Linked DNA regions of Hordeum vulgare: regions 2 and 3 are each linked to region 1. Evidence: chromatin contacts called from public Hi-C data. All regions are on one chromosome and are shown on one strand. Each heading gives the region's core, a stretch centred on a gene start, on an enhancer-like site or on the middle of the called end of the contact. The rest is flanking DNA. Distances are from core to core; before and after follow the strand shown.

The links. Hi-C and Micro-C count contacts between places; a contact is called where the count stands out from the background.
Region 2: a contact with region 1 is called in a Hi-C map of seedling, with 3 times the contacts expected there. The contact joins the promoter of LOC123426436 here to the promoter of LOC123426434 in region 1. A contact is called at or near these places in 3 of 6 Hi-C or Micro-C datasets (leaf and seedling).
Region 3: a contact with region 1 is called in a Hi-C map of leaf, with 5 times the contacts expected there. The contact joins the promoter of LOC123426433 here to the promoter of LOC123426434 in region 1. A contact is called at or near these places in 4 of 6 Hi-C or Micro-C datasets (leaf and seedling).

What each region holds. Positions count from the first base shown.
Region 1 is chr2H:407,026,641-407,031,217 of MorexV3_pseudomolecules_assembly, reverse strand. LOC123426434 (dnaJ protein ERDJ2) reads right to left here and starts at 2,458. Exons shown (of 11, transcript XM_045110274.1): 1 at 2,295-2,458; 2 at 1,939-2,171; 3 at 1,749-1,844; 4 at 942-1,062; 5 at 746-852; 6 at 428-645. The coding sequence starts at 2,124.
Region 2 is chr2H:407,830,800-407,835,099 of MorexV3_pseudomolecules_assembly, reverse strand. It overlaps LOC123426436 (protein MICRORCHIDIA 4-like), which reads right to left and starts at 1,778. Exons shown (of 20, transcript XM_045110276.1): 1 at 1,374-1,778; 2 at 431-508; 3 at 238-272; 4 at 78-156. The coding sequence starts at 1,746.
Region 3 is chr2H:406,028,813-406,033,414 of MorexV3_pseudomolecules_assembly, reverse strand. LOC123426433 reads left to right here and starts at 1,570. Exons shown (of 12, transcript XR_006622206.1): 1 at 1,570-1,787; 2 at 3,557-3,657; 3 at 3,745-3,886; 4 at 4,070-4,231; 5 at 4,333-4,417.

The sequences.
Region 1 (4,577 bases), core at 1,209-3,708:
TAAATTTACTGGGGTGTAGCAAATATAATTGCATTCATGCCAAAAAACAATAAATGGAAATTTTAATATAATATCAATATGAGTTTTAGAACCATGTTATGCCCAACTAGTAATCAGACAGGTAAAAAAAATAACATCATGATCACTGAATCAGATCAAAATTCTGATCGTTTGAAGCACAATGGTTGATACTATTCCAATGTTTATGGCACTGTTAGTCCCACATTTGACACTGACAGAAATGCTTCACTTTAACAATAAAATTTGCAATGTCCCGTGTCTAGTTATTTGAATGGAAAGAGTATTTTCACTTCAACTCTAAAATCTTCTGAAGTGAACACACCATATCATGAAGCCAGTCAGCAAATATCAAAAAAAGGAAAAACAAATGCCCAGATATCAAAATGAGATGTTTGTATTTTCATACCTTGGAGCTAGAGATGGCTTCATAAAGTAATAGTAAGTGGACAGAGTTTGATGCATGACATAATTTCCAGTATACTTCGATGACCTTGATAAATAAATAACTGCTATCATTAAGGGGAAGAGTATGCAAAGCCCCACTATTCCTAGAAGCATTATCCCGCCAGATGCACCATCCATATTCAACAAGAACTTGGGCAAAGCGATGCCCATTTGGAACCCCTAATGCACAGATATACCAGAATATTCATGTGAGCTTCAGATGTTATACAAAAGGTTTAGCTTTCCACTAAGTGTTACAAATAACTAATGTTCACGTTACCTGGCGCCCATCTGGATGGCCATACTTCTCATAATTTTCACGAGATGTAGGATCAGTTAAAGCCTGATATGCCTTGGAGATAGATTCAACAAAGTACGTATGGGCCTCTGGGGAAAATGAAGGGCAAAAAATTAAGACAGACTGAACTTCTAAATATCAGAATATCAACTGTAGAACAGTGTGGAACACATTTTACCAGGATCGGGATTTTTATCAGGATGGTACTGAATGGAGAGTCTCCTGTATGATTTCTTGATTTCAGATTCTGATGCCCCTGGTTCAAGTCCAAGAATGCTGTATGGCTCAAATACTTGGACCTAGGAAACACAAATCATATAAAATCAATTATTAGGATCTTGCCCTGGTGAAATTTCAGGAAAAAAAGATCCTTCACACTTCAAGTATAGCATTATTTATGCATGTAATACCCAAAATTAACTAGCATAATTACGATAGAGACAAAAATGAACTTTGCAAAAATGCTTCTAGGAAATAAACCTAACTATGCTTGAGTACACAAACAAACTAAGTCCTGAAATCTACAATACCAAACTTCACAACAAGGCTTGTGCGTATGTGATTGTTTGACAATCTTCGAGAGAGCGAAACATTAGTGAGGCTTCAGAAGAACAAAGGGAAACTAAATCAGAACGAAGATATGCTAGCCTTTCTGGTATATCCCAATAAACTGGCTGGACTTGCTGCTAAAAAAAAGGAAACGGTGACTTGCTGCATCAAGGAACTACCAAAACATGAACATTGTGGTGACTGCTCTGGTAGGATAAAGGTGAACGTGAACTGAGTTGTAATTTTGGTTATCAGTTTGTTTCAGTATAGTCATCTACTAATCAAGACCATTCTAGATGAAGTAGCAGACAAAGGTCACATGAATAAGTATTAAATCCTTCTGTATCTAGTTCACAGCAGAGAAGAATTTTGAGTTAACTGCTTGAAGAAAAGAAAATTTGACAAGACAACATATACCAGCCAAAAGTTAGCATACCTCGCGGCTGCTGAGTTTGATGTAGTAAACCAGGAAGATCACAACGATCCAGAGAAGCAAAATGGTAAGGTTGCTCCACGTCGAGAAGTTGGATATCTGCACGACAAGAATCACAACACGATCATGGAGGAGTTAGCACCAGAATTCTACTGCTAGCCTCAGGACGAACAAACAGCCGCAGCCCACCCACCTTCTTGTAGATCGACTTCCGGTACTTTCCGGAGCGATGGCACCCGGAGCAGCGGCAGTGGATGGTCTTGGCCTTCTTCGTCGCCGCGTGGCACAGCCGCGTGATCGTGTAGGGCACCAGGGGCAGCGCGATCATGGTCAGGATGAATATCAGGAAGAGCGAGCTGTTCTCCTCCGCCGCCGCCATGGCTGCAGCTGCCGCTGCTGCCTCCCTTACTTAACTCGCGACTGCGACTGCGACGGCAAGAAAAAACCACGGAGTCAGCGTTGCGTTATCAGGACGCGGCGTCGTGTGGCGGCCGGCGGCGTCGTGTGGCGGCCGGCGGCGTCGTGTGGCGGCCGGCGGCGACGGCTCACCTTGGGCGGGGCGAGCGGGGCGTGCTCCGCCGGATCTGGTTATCGGAGAAGCGGATCTGGTCGCCAGACGAGGAGAGGCGAGATCGGGGAGGAAGGCGGTCGAGATAAGTTTTGCGGGGCCAGATGCGGCGGTGCCTCGCACCAGGACACGGAGCGAGATGTCAGTGTGAGAAAAAAAGGGTAAGTAACTGGTTTTAACTTGTGACCACACACGGCCCGGAGCGCGGTTGGTAAATCAGGCCAGGCCTTCGAATCGGCCACCGCTTAGCTGTGGGCCGGCCCAGTACGGTGGTTTCTGGCACCGGGCAGTGTGGTGTCAAAGTAAACATCTTACATTTTTTATACTCCAACTAGCAAAAGGGCCCGTGCGTTGCAACGGGAGAAAAAAATATCACACACTTTTAATTATTTTATAATCATTTTGATTTATTAAAATAATAAGCTAACTAACTAATGTAACTCGTCCATTATTAATTTCACCATGATGAGAAATTGAGCGGGACAAGCAAAGCAAAACAAAGAGGCTACGTAAATTGATCAATGAACTGTTATCTTATTTCACTCATGGGATGGAGAATGTGGGATCACATGACAAACTGAAGGTGGTGTTCCATTCTCTGTCTCTACAACAATACAATCTTACATTCAATACATTCATTCATCAGCAAACAAATCCTCACAAAACAAAATTTCTTGTCGGTGCTTGGCACACGGTTGGAGGCATGGGGAGGGGATCTCACCAGATGATGAGTTCGTGCCGGAGGGGGATATGATGAGGGGAGCAAGGGTTAGGCGCCTCTATCTGGCCATAAGAAGTCGTCGCTGCCGCGCCATAACCTCGGAGTTCCCCGTGTGAGCCATGGAGGCCCGCCTCCACCTGCAAGTACTTCGCTCCGCCGCGCCGCCGCCGTTCTGCATCGAGCAGACGCATCATCCCCAGTCACTGTAGCTGTCGCGTTGATTTGATCCAGAAGCTGTGCTCGAGCGCCGAAACGCGGGCAGCAACGGCAAAGGTACGGCCGCGGAGGCGGGTGGGTTGAGATCGACAACAGTGGTGGTTGAGGTCGGCCGCGGCGGCGAGTGGTGTGGCAGCGGCCTGGGCACAGGCCAGGATGGACCAGGGTCGACGCGATGCGCTCGAGCGCCGAAACGGGGGGCAGTGAGCGGGAAGAGGTACGACCGCGGAGGCGGGTGGGTTGAGATCGGCAGCGATGGCGGTTGAGGTCGGCCGCGGCGGCGAGTGGTGTGGCGGCAGCCTAGGAGCATGCCAGGGTGGCCCTGGGTCGACGGGAGGAGGCGATGCGTACGGGTATAATTTTTGCAGCGAATCGTCTTTTCCTTTTGCGTTGCAAATAAATGATGGAGCGCGGGTTGAATAACAAAAATTACAGGGTTTTTTTTATAAAAATGTCGCAGTGGGTTTTCCGACGGAAGCAATAGCCGCTTTATTATTGGGTATAGATATCAGCATGGTTTCTTGGCACCGGCCCGGAGTAGGATGTACTGCTTCCGTTCCTAAATATAAGTCTTTAAAGAGGTTTCATTAGTGGATTACATACGGATGTATATAGACATATTTTAGAGTGTAGATTCACTTATTTTGCTCCGTATGTAAACTCCTAGTGAAATATCTTAAAAGACTTATATTTAGAAACGGAGGGAGTATGAAGTAATTGATATCCTACCTAACATCAGCATGTAATTAATTATATTTTCAATATTAATGTGCATTGCATGTGCGCATTTTATATGTCATGTAACTCCTTGTATTAAAGTAATGATTCAAAGTTAAAATATAACACATAAGCTTTATTAAAAAAATATGTTCTTAGTCATTGAAGCCATTACAATTCATCTCTTTCACGAAGAATTTGTGTAAGAGCTTTTGTTTAGCAAGTTTTACATACTCAACCATGATATAGCCTTTTATGACTGCTAATATTCATGGTCACATTCTTGGAGGAAACGTTTCAATCACACACATAGGAAGATGAGGGGTTAATGTTATCACCGCCCAACTTACTTATCTCACGGATAATGTCAATAATGATAACCCATGATCACCTACATTCATATGGATATATATCTTTTCCCACCACATGATGCTTGCTAGAGGGTAATTAAGGGATGAAACAAGATAACATTATTGACTCTTGTATAAAAATAAAAATAAAAAGATTAAACTTTTACAAGATAGGCTCTTCGATAGGGAATCAGATGTTGTCATGCGCTTTTTGTTTTTGGATGTGCAAGCTCTTAATGCAAAGAAACAACACTTTATAT
Region 2 (4,300 bases), core at 529-3,028, 800 kb before region 1:
TATGTTTCCTAGTCAAATAACAAGAACGAAGTACATGTCATCATCGGTATAAATAAACAGGACAGAATTCTTTGCACCTTCAACAAGGAGCATTCTTGTTTTGTCTTTACTGTTCTCCAACATGTCAATGTTCACAAACGTAGCTCCATTTCTAACCTGAAAAAGGAACAGCCAATCAGTAAACAGGCAAGGATTTGATTCTACAGACTAGAACAACTTATATCTTCTCTAGCTTACTTCATCAAGTGAGTTGTCCAGAAGCTCAGCCAAAGCTGTAACATTGATCAAAGTATATATTAGCCAACTGATATGATCAAAGATTGAAGGGTGATGTGAACAAAATGCATTGCTGATTGGTGTGTCTGCTTAAGTGTTTGTGTGAGAAAACAAGAAAGATAAGAACAAGGTGAAACGAAGATGATGACCATACCCCCTAGAGCCCACTTGTGGCTAGTTGCATTTGAGTGCAAGAATTTAGGATGCACGCGGACATGCTCCAATCCAGATGCTGAAATAAGTAGGTGAGAATACAAAAAGTAAGACGAACATGCCTGTTGATATTTTTAATGGTGAAGAGAAAAAAGGTAACAAGTTCCCAAGAAATTTCTTTCCGTCCATTCAACAAGGCTCATCCCTATTGAAACACATAACTATCTAAGATAAATAAAAAATATGCCAACTGAGCTGCTATCCTCCATCAGATAAAGCCAGGACATTGATTGAAATGAGAATGTTTACAGCCCACGCAATTAGAAGTATATTCCATCTTATTGCTTGACATATTCATGCACTTGGTTTGAGAAGTATCAGCACAAAACTATGCAGATGTACAACTTGTGGTACATTAATTCGCTTAGGGCCTTGTTGGATGCTGGCATTCATCAAAAGCTGGCCAAAATGCCCTGGCAGCAGTCGGAAATGGTTTACAATGAAATCATGGACAGGAGCATCAAAGACATTTTCTATGCTAAATGTAGTCTTGGTTTGGTCGAAGTTGATCTCGTTGTGATCCACTCCACAATGCAAACCCAGAATATTATGTTTTGATAAAAATGATGAATGGTCCGCCGTTCATACAGGTAGGGTTTATTTGTGTTCCCCATTCTATTCGCACGCTATTTGTTGCAAGAATCTCAAATGTCAGATCGCGTGAGTTTCCTCAGTAAAGAACCAAACGGCTCAGATTCCTAAAGCATTGGCGCACCGCTCAACCTTCTGCACGTATAAAAATTAACAGGAAAAAAAGGGGAAACGGGAAGAAAAATTCGCTCTTAAATCTAATTAGCCATGTCTGACGGGAACACCGCATGCAGATAAAGCAATGAGAACAGGCGGTGGCTTCACACGAATAGTAAGAAGATGAAATATAATACCGGATGGCGGCGGCTCCACAGCCCCAGCCGGGTTCCCGTCGTAGTCCCCGGCCTTCCAGAACTGCTTCGTCGTGGCCCTCGGCGGCTGCGGAAGCGCGGGTAGCGGATCGAGGAAGCCAGGGGGCACGTCCACGCCGACCACGGCCCCCGCGGAAACCCTAGCCCGCTTCCCCGCGCCGCTGTCCCTCGCCGCGCTGCGCGACCGCTTTGCGCTGCCGCCAACGCCGCCGTCCGAATCGGAGTCGCTGCTGCTTAGCTCTATGAACTGCACCGGGGCACGCGGTCCACTGCTGCCGGAGGCGGCGGCCGCGGCAGTCGCCGGCGGCGTGAGGCGCTCCTCTGGCGCCTCAGTTTTCACCACCCGGGGGTTCATGAGCGAAACCGAAAGGTGGAGGTGGTGTGTGTGTGGGGGTGGGGGGGGGGGGGGCGTAAATCCGGGCCTCTTTTCCTGATTTCTCGAGTTTTATTTTGCCCTTTACATCCCCGAGGACTTTTATAGTGCAACGCTGACCTGTGCCCCATGATGAGCACCTTTGGTGGAGGCCACCTGTCAGTGGCCGCCCAACTTTGGCAGGTGGATTGAAGAGCGATATGCCAGTGTGGTAAATGTAGCCCCGAAACAGCTACTACACCATGAGTAGTACGTTCGATTTCCCCGACTATTTAACCCGTGTCGTTCACAGATGGCCACACGCGCGGAATTGTCGGAGCATCTACGGCCCCTGTACGCCGCTCGGTCAGTCCAGACACTTGTCCACTACACCAAGCATAAATTTCCTAAAATCACACAGCTAATTGTACACGAGATAATTAGTAACCTTCGATCGAATCAACTACGTACACACATCCTGCTGCCCATATTATGACAATGGTCTACCACCAGATTAACGTGTCAAAACAATTATTCTACAGAGCACACATCATGGTCTGCCAACCATCCTACCTCTCCGTGTCACCCCGATCCCCTCAACTCAACCCAACCCAACACCCTCATTTGTGAATGGGGAGTGATCTGCGCCGGCGCGCCGGCCGAAACTTTCGACCGGCCGCGTGCGGGCCGCACGATCCACCAACCCCGCGCGTCTGCACCGTTGGATATTCATGCAACATTTTTTCTTCCGATGCAACAAAACAAAAATTGTAGCAAAAAAAATATCTACATGATCGTAACAAAAAACGAATCTGATGGTGCGTGGTAGCAAAAGTCAAACACCGGTTGTAACAAATATCTACATGAACGTGTATGCAACTTTTTTAGTGAACGGTTGCAGCAAAAAATGATGTCGGTTGTAGCAAAAGTAAAAAACATTTATAACAAAAAATCCGACGAACTGAAGTTGCAACCAAACGTATATGCAACTTTTTTACTGGACAAATGTAGTAAAAAACGCTTGCAACAAATATGACGCTGTTTGCAACAAATTTAGACAAAAAATGTTGCATCCACTGACCAGCGTGCGAAAAATGTTGCATGGGCCCGCACGCGCGAGGGAGCGACCGACGCGTCGGTTCGGCCGGCGCGCCGTATGGAAACGTTTCCCTTTGTGAATCGATTCCACTTGAATCGTGCTTCCCGGCCCATTCTTTCTCTACGCCCCAGATCAAGAAGGACCGGATTCGCATAACCATGGCGGCGTTGTCGTTGTCACCGTCGTTGTGGGTCATCGTTGTTGTTGTTGTTGTTGTTGTTGTAGTTGTTGTAGTTGTTGTTGTTGTTGCTATTGTTGTTGCTCTTGTTCTTGATATTGTTGTTGTCGATGGTGATGTTGTTGTTGTTGTTGCTCTTGTTCTTGATATTGTTGTTGATGTTGATGTTGTTGTTGTTGTTGTTGTTGTTGTTGTTGTTGTTGTCGTCGTGTTTGTTCTTGTTTTGTTGTTGTTGTTGTTGTTGTTGTTGTTGTCGTCGTTGTTATTGTCATTGTCGTTGTTATTGTCGTCGTTGTCATCGTTGTTGTTCTCGTTGTCCTTGTTGTTATCGTTGTTATTGGTGTTGTTATCGTTGTCTTTATCATTGTTGTTGTCATTGTCGGTCATTGTCGTTGTCGTCGTTGTTGTCCTCGTCATTGTAGTCACTGTCATTGACATTATTGTTGTTATTGTCGTCATCGTTGTTATTGTTGTTATCGTTGTTGTCATTGTCGTCTTTGTTGTTGTCGTCGTAGTCATTGTTGTCTTTGTTGTTGTCGTCGTAGTCATTGTTGTTGTTGTTGGTGGTGGTGGTGGTGGTGGTGTCGTTGTCTTTGTCATTGTCACTCTCGTTGCCTGTCGCTGTCGTTGTCGTCGTCGTTGTTGTCATTGTCATTGACATTATCGTTGTCATTGTTGTTGTCGGTATTGTTGGTGTTGTTATCGTCGTTATTGTCGTCATCGTCGTTGTCGTTGTTATTGTCGTCGTCGTTGTCGTTGTTGTTATCGTTGTCGTTGGCGTCGTTGTCGTTGTATTTGTCGTTGTTGTTTAGTGGGGCCCCTGGCCCACCTCTGGCGATCATCTTGTGGTATAAATTCTCTTTTACCCTGAGACAAATAAGAGGTGGACTTTCAAGACGAAGCGTCGCCGTCTCGAGGCGGAACCTGGGCAGGAGCACTTTTGCCCTCCGGCGGAGCGATTCCGCCGGAGGAACTTCCCTCCCGGAGGGGGAAATCAAGATCGTCGTCATCACCAACAACCCTCTTATCTTGGGAGGCCAATCTTCGTCAACATCTTCATCGGCATCATCTCCTCTCAAAAACCTAGTTCATCTCTTGTACTCAATCTTGTACCGGAACCTCGGATTGGTACATGGGGTGTGACTAGTAGTGTTGATTGCATCTTGTAGTTGATGCTTTGTGGTTTATTTGGTGGAAGATCATATGTTCAAATCCATTATGCTATTTAATACCTCTTTGATCATGAACATGTTTATCACTTGTGAGTAGTTACTTTTGTT
Region 3 (4,602 bases), core at 321-2,820, 1.0 Mb after region 1:
ATGTTACATAAATAGTGGTGAATTACTAAATGAACCACAATTTAGTCCCTCATTATTTTCTTGGATCCATCATACATTTACTTTTGCAGTTGGAAAGCGAAATGTAAAGTTCAATCAGAGTTGTTTCCTATAAACTCAAAACAATGGCATATAATATTGTCTTACAGAAAATGAATATGAAAGAGAGGCACTCCAAAAGATCATGTGTAATTACAAGACCTTGCTTTCTGGACAACAAGGTACGGACTAAGAGCACGATCACTGAAGATGTTCTAGCAGCGACATGCAACTTGGTGCAATGTTGCTTGTCATGCACGAGGTCAGAAAAGTGATCATGATTTTTTCCATATGCATTATTGCTGGAAATCCTTCCATATATATAAGTGTACCTGACATCTCTAAGCATATAGAAATCTTGCAATTGATAGATGACATTTGCCTTCCGAATTAAATTTACGTGAACAAATGATTAGATGATACAAATGATTAGATGATATTTCTGGCACACGCACACTTCAAAACAATTGCTTTAGCTATAGTTGACAACTTCGTTCTTAGTCTCCCAGAAAGCTATAACGCAGATATAGCTTAGCTATGGCTAGCAATTTAAATTTAAATCATTGTAGTAAGTGAAGTGTAGAGAGGCACAAAATGATTGAGATAATTAATGCATCACTTCATTCTCTTGCAGGTCACCATATTACTCGTGTTATGCAGAGCCAAGGGGAATAGATAGAAATGTTGAATGATGTATAGATAGAGAAGGTGACCAACGACAAGTTTAATGAAAAAAGGGGCTAAATGAGTGCATGGTGTTTGTAAGAATAAAAGGAGGAAAATGTTTGCTTTTGTGTTGTGGTTGAACATTGCATGCAATGTGCTCGTTCTGAGGAAGGACCATGAGCATTATTTACAAATTCATTTGTTGATCTACAGTTTACTAATTAGAATAAACAGCAAAGTAAAAAGGGCTACATGACAAATATTTTACAAAATGCAGCCCACACATAAACAATCGATATCCATTTTTTTTCAAAAGATTTTTTTTATCAAAATACAGACGCAAACGCTTATATACATATGCATATACTCATCTCTATAAACGCGCACACACACTCTATTCCTATGAACCGACATATCATCTTAAGATTTATAAAGTCATCGTAGACACCTAGTCGTCGACGAAAGCAACTAATTTTATTAAAAACGCATCGTCGAAAATCTTAAAATAAATTCAAAAATAATACAAGCACACGACTTAAAACGTCTAATTTTGTTGCAATCGTTGAAAAAATTGCTATATCGCATCGAAATTTTGCTGCATCAGAGAAAAAAAGTTGCATGAAGATCCAACAGTACGGACGCGCGGGGTTGATGGATTGGGCGGCCCGGACGCGGCCGGCAGAAAGTTTCGACGGACGCGCCGGCGAACAGCACTGCCCATAAAACCTGAAAACAAACGCCAGAACACCGGTTGCATTGCTAAAAAAAAAAAAGGACACCGGTTGCACGCACGCAGGCTGACGCTGACACATACAGTAGCGACTGGCCCCAGTAGTCGCTCGAAGATTCTCACCCACGGGCACTGCCTTTTCCCAAAAGGCGGAAAGATGGGGCAGGAGGCGGATGCGGATGAGCAGCTGCAGCGGCGGCTCCGGCGGGTGTTCGCTGCCGAGGAGCGGTCGTTCCGCATGGATCGGCGCTCGCCGGCCGCTGCTGACCTCCGCTCCGCCGTCGCCGACGTGCTCCCCCGATTCCTCGGCAACTACTCCGACGAGACCCTCGCGGTACTGCCCCAAATATCCCCGTCCTTCTCTCGCACGCACGCGAGCCCTAGAACTTGCCAGTGCGGATATTTGGTGGGGGGATGCGGTTGCAGCTCGGTCCTGCGTGGTTCCGTGTGCTAATTGGTCCCGGGAATGCCACGATATGAGTGTGGACGGGCGGGCCTCCGCGTCTGGGGCAGCACCAAGGGGATTGGGGGTGGCTCCGAATGGACTATATGCGTGTGCTTGTTTGTTGAATGCTCTGCCTGGGTCGAGTGATTGGCACCGAACTGAAATTTAAGTTGGAGTGGTGATAGATTAGACTATCTATCTGGAACATTTGGCTTGTTCGACTTTCCCTAGGAACTCTATAGAAGTTAGGTATGGACTTCCCAGGATCACAATTCAGAAATGCAAGCCTTCTTATTGGTTTCGTCCCAGCCTCAACCGCATCCGCAGTGGTGCCAAGATATATCTGAAGTAGTTTTCTGTCATAATGGACCAGTGTGTTCTCTTAACCCTCATAAACAGTCCTTATCAATTTGACACACCTACCTCCTTTTGTCGCTGATAACCTTGATTCCTATTTCACAGGTCATTAACCTTTTGTAATTCACATAATTATTTTTTGTGTGCCTCTGCTCCATTGTTGCACCATACAATTTGCAAATTAAGCATTATAGTACACAAGCCTATAGATATTTCATAAAGCATAATTCATAATGTCACCAACACCTAACTGTGACAAAGCCAACGTGTTTGAGGCATAAATGTATTGTTGTAGTTAGGTTTATATGAATCTATGAGTCAAATATGACGGGACACTTATGATGAGTTTTGTTCAGTATTAACTTTCACCAGTTTTTTTAGGTGATTAAGATGTTTCTGGGTGCTGCTTCATTGACATGGAAGACTGTAGAGACATTGTATAATACCCCCTCCGATCACAAATATAAGATGTTCTAACTTTTTTCTGAATCGGTTGCATATGGACATGTTTTAGTGTGTTTGTTCACTCATTTCAGTCCGTATGTAGTCCTTATTGAAATAGCCAAAACATCTTATATCTGTGAATGGGGGGAGTAGTATTGAAGGCTGTAAAATGGATTGTAATGTTTTCACATCACCTTGAGATAAAGTGAACACATGTAGTTCAGTGCAATTTCAATTGTTCAATTATATTTGTAGATTGGTGATTTGACTAATTCATGATAATTAAGAGGATATTTGCATAAGAAGACATGCGAAGGGGCAGTAGAGGTCTTAACACATATCTAGTGATCATTTCCCTTTGAAAAGGGTGTATGTTCACCTGCAAAAAAGAAAAGAAAAGAAAAGGGTGTATGTTCCTTCTTGCATATACCCAATGTGTTTCCATTAGATTTTAGACATGTTCTCCTATAAGTCTGCCTGGAGCGAGACTTGAGGGTTTCTGTTAAACGGATTTAGCAAAGGGATTTTTTGGGTCTTAGTTTGATAGTCTCAAAGAAAGAAATATTGAAGCACAACCTTGGCCTCGTCACTTGATAAGTTAATGTTGGCTATAGATGGCAACTTTCCCAGTTCTTTATGTTGGTATGTTGTATGCCAGGTTTGAGGACTACGTCACTCTCTTTAGTGTAGTTGGTAGGATAACCGTGAGTTTTCATTGCATGTTTTGCCAAATACACAAGATTCGACTGTTTGAGTTCTTGGTATGTTTGTTTTCATGTTAATATAAACAAGATGCTTTATAGCTGTTGATTGCATAATGACTGATAATTCTTCTTTTCTGTTCTCCCTGACTAAAGGAGTACATTGTAATTTTAGTTTGTAATGGGAAACATCAGTATCAAGCACGCGATGATTTGGAGGCCTTTCTTGGTGATGATAGTGCAAAATTTGTTGCATGGTATTATAGCTGCCATTTAATCAATTAGTTGTGTTCTTGATATGTGTACTTCTATGAGGTCATGATGTTTTTTTCATGACTAAGCAGGCTTTGGGGTTACCTAAGCAAAACGGCTGTAGCACTGGCTGATGATTCTAGCGTGGAACATAGGCTGGAAAATGAAAGTCAGGACCGGAATGACAAGAAAAACCTTCTGGTCACAAAAACCCAATCCGGAGAGGCTCATATTGTAAGGATCGTACTCTCTTTCCTCTTACAATCATCAGTAGCCACACAACATTTAATTGTCTTCGTCATATCGACTAGTTCAACTTAATTGAGCATCCGGTTACTTCTTTCATGTCAAAATGCCCAAATTATGCACGTACCATGACTTATGAACACTCAGTCAAACTCATCCACTGTTGACCAGGTAAACTCAAATATCTTAGTACCACAAGAGCATAATGGCCTTCACAAGCTTGATTTAACTAAAGGCCAAAATGTGGCTCAGCGACGCATTAGTTCAACTGTTATCATTTCCCCTAAAATGTTGGCTGGTGACGAATGTTATTGGGAGGGCCAGCATCAGAAGGTAAATACTCAATAGGCCATGCCTCTGTTGTTAAGTACCTACATTTGTAGTTTGTGCTATGGAAAGGATACATCTAACTTGATGATTCTATGTCAGAGCAGAAAGATTGGAGTTCAACAGGTGGCAGAAGTTCTTCCATGCGGCAGTCTGGTGTAGCTGCAAAGACTGAACATACATTGATGCAAGGCAAGCATTTTTTTCTTCTTATTTGACAGCTCAATTCTAGGGCAATATGTTCTTGAACTATCTGGCATATGATAGCTACTTGAAACTACTCAATACACCCACGAGAAGTACTAAATGTCTCGTGCCATGTATTCTATACAGGACCACATCTATATGTTACTTGCACATCCCTTTATCAAAACCAG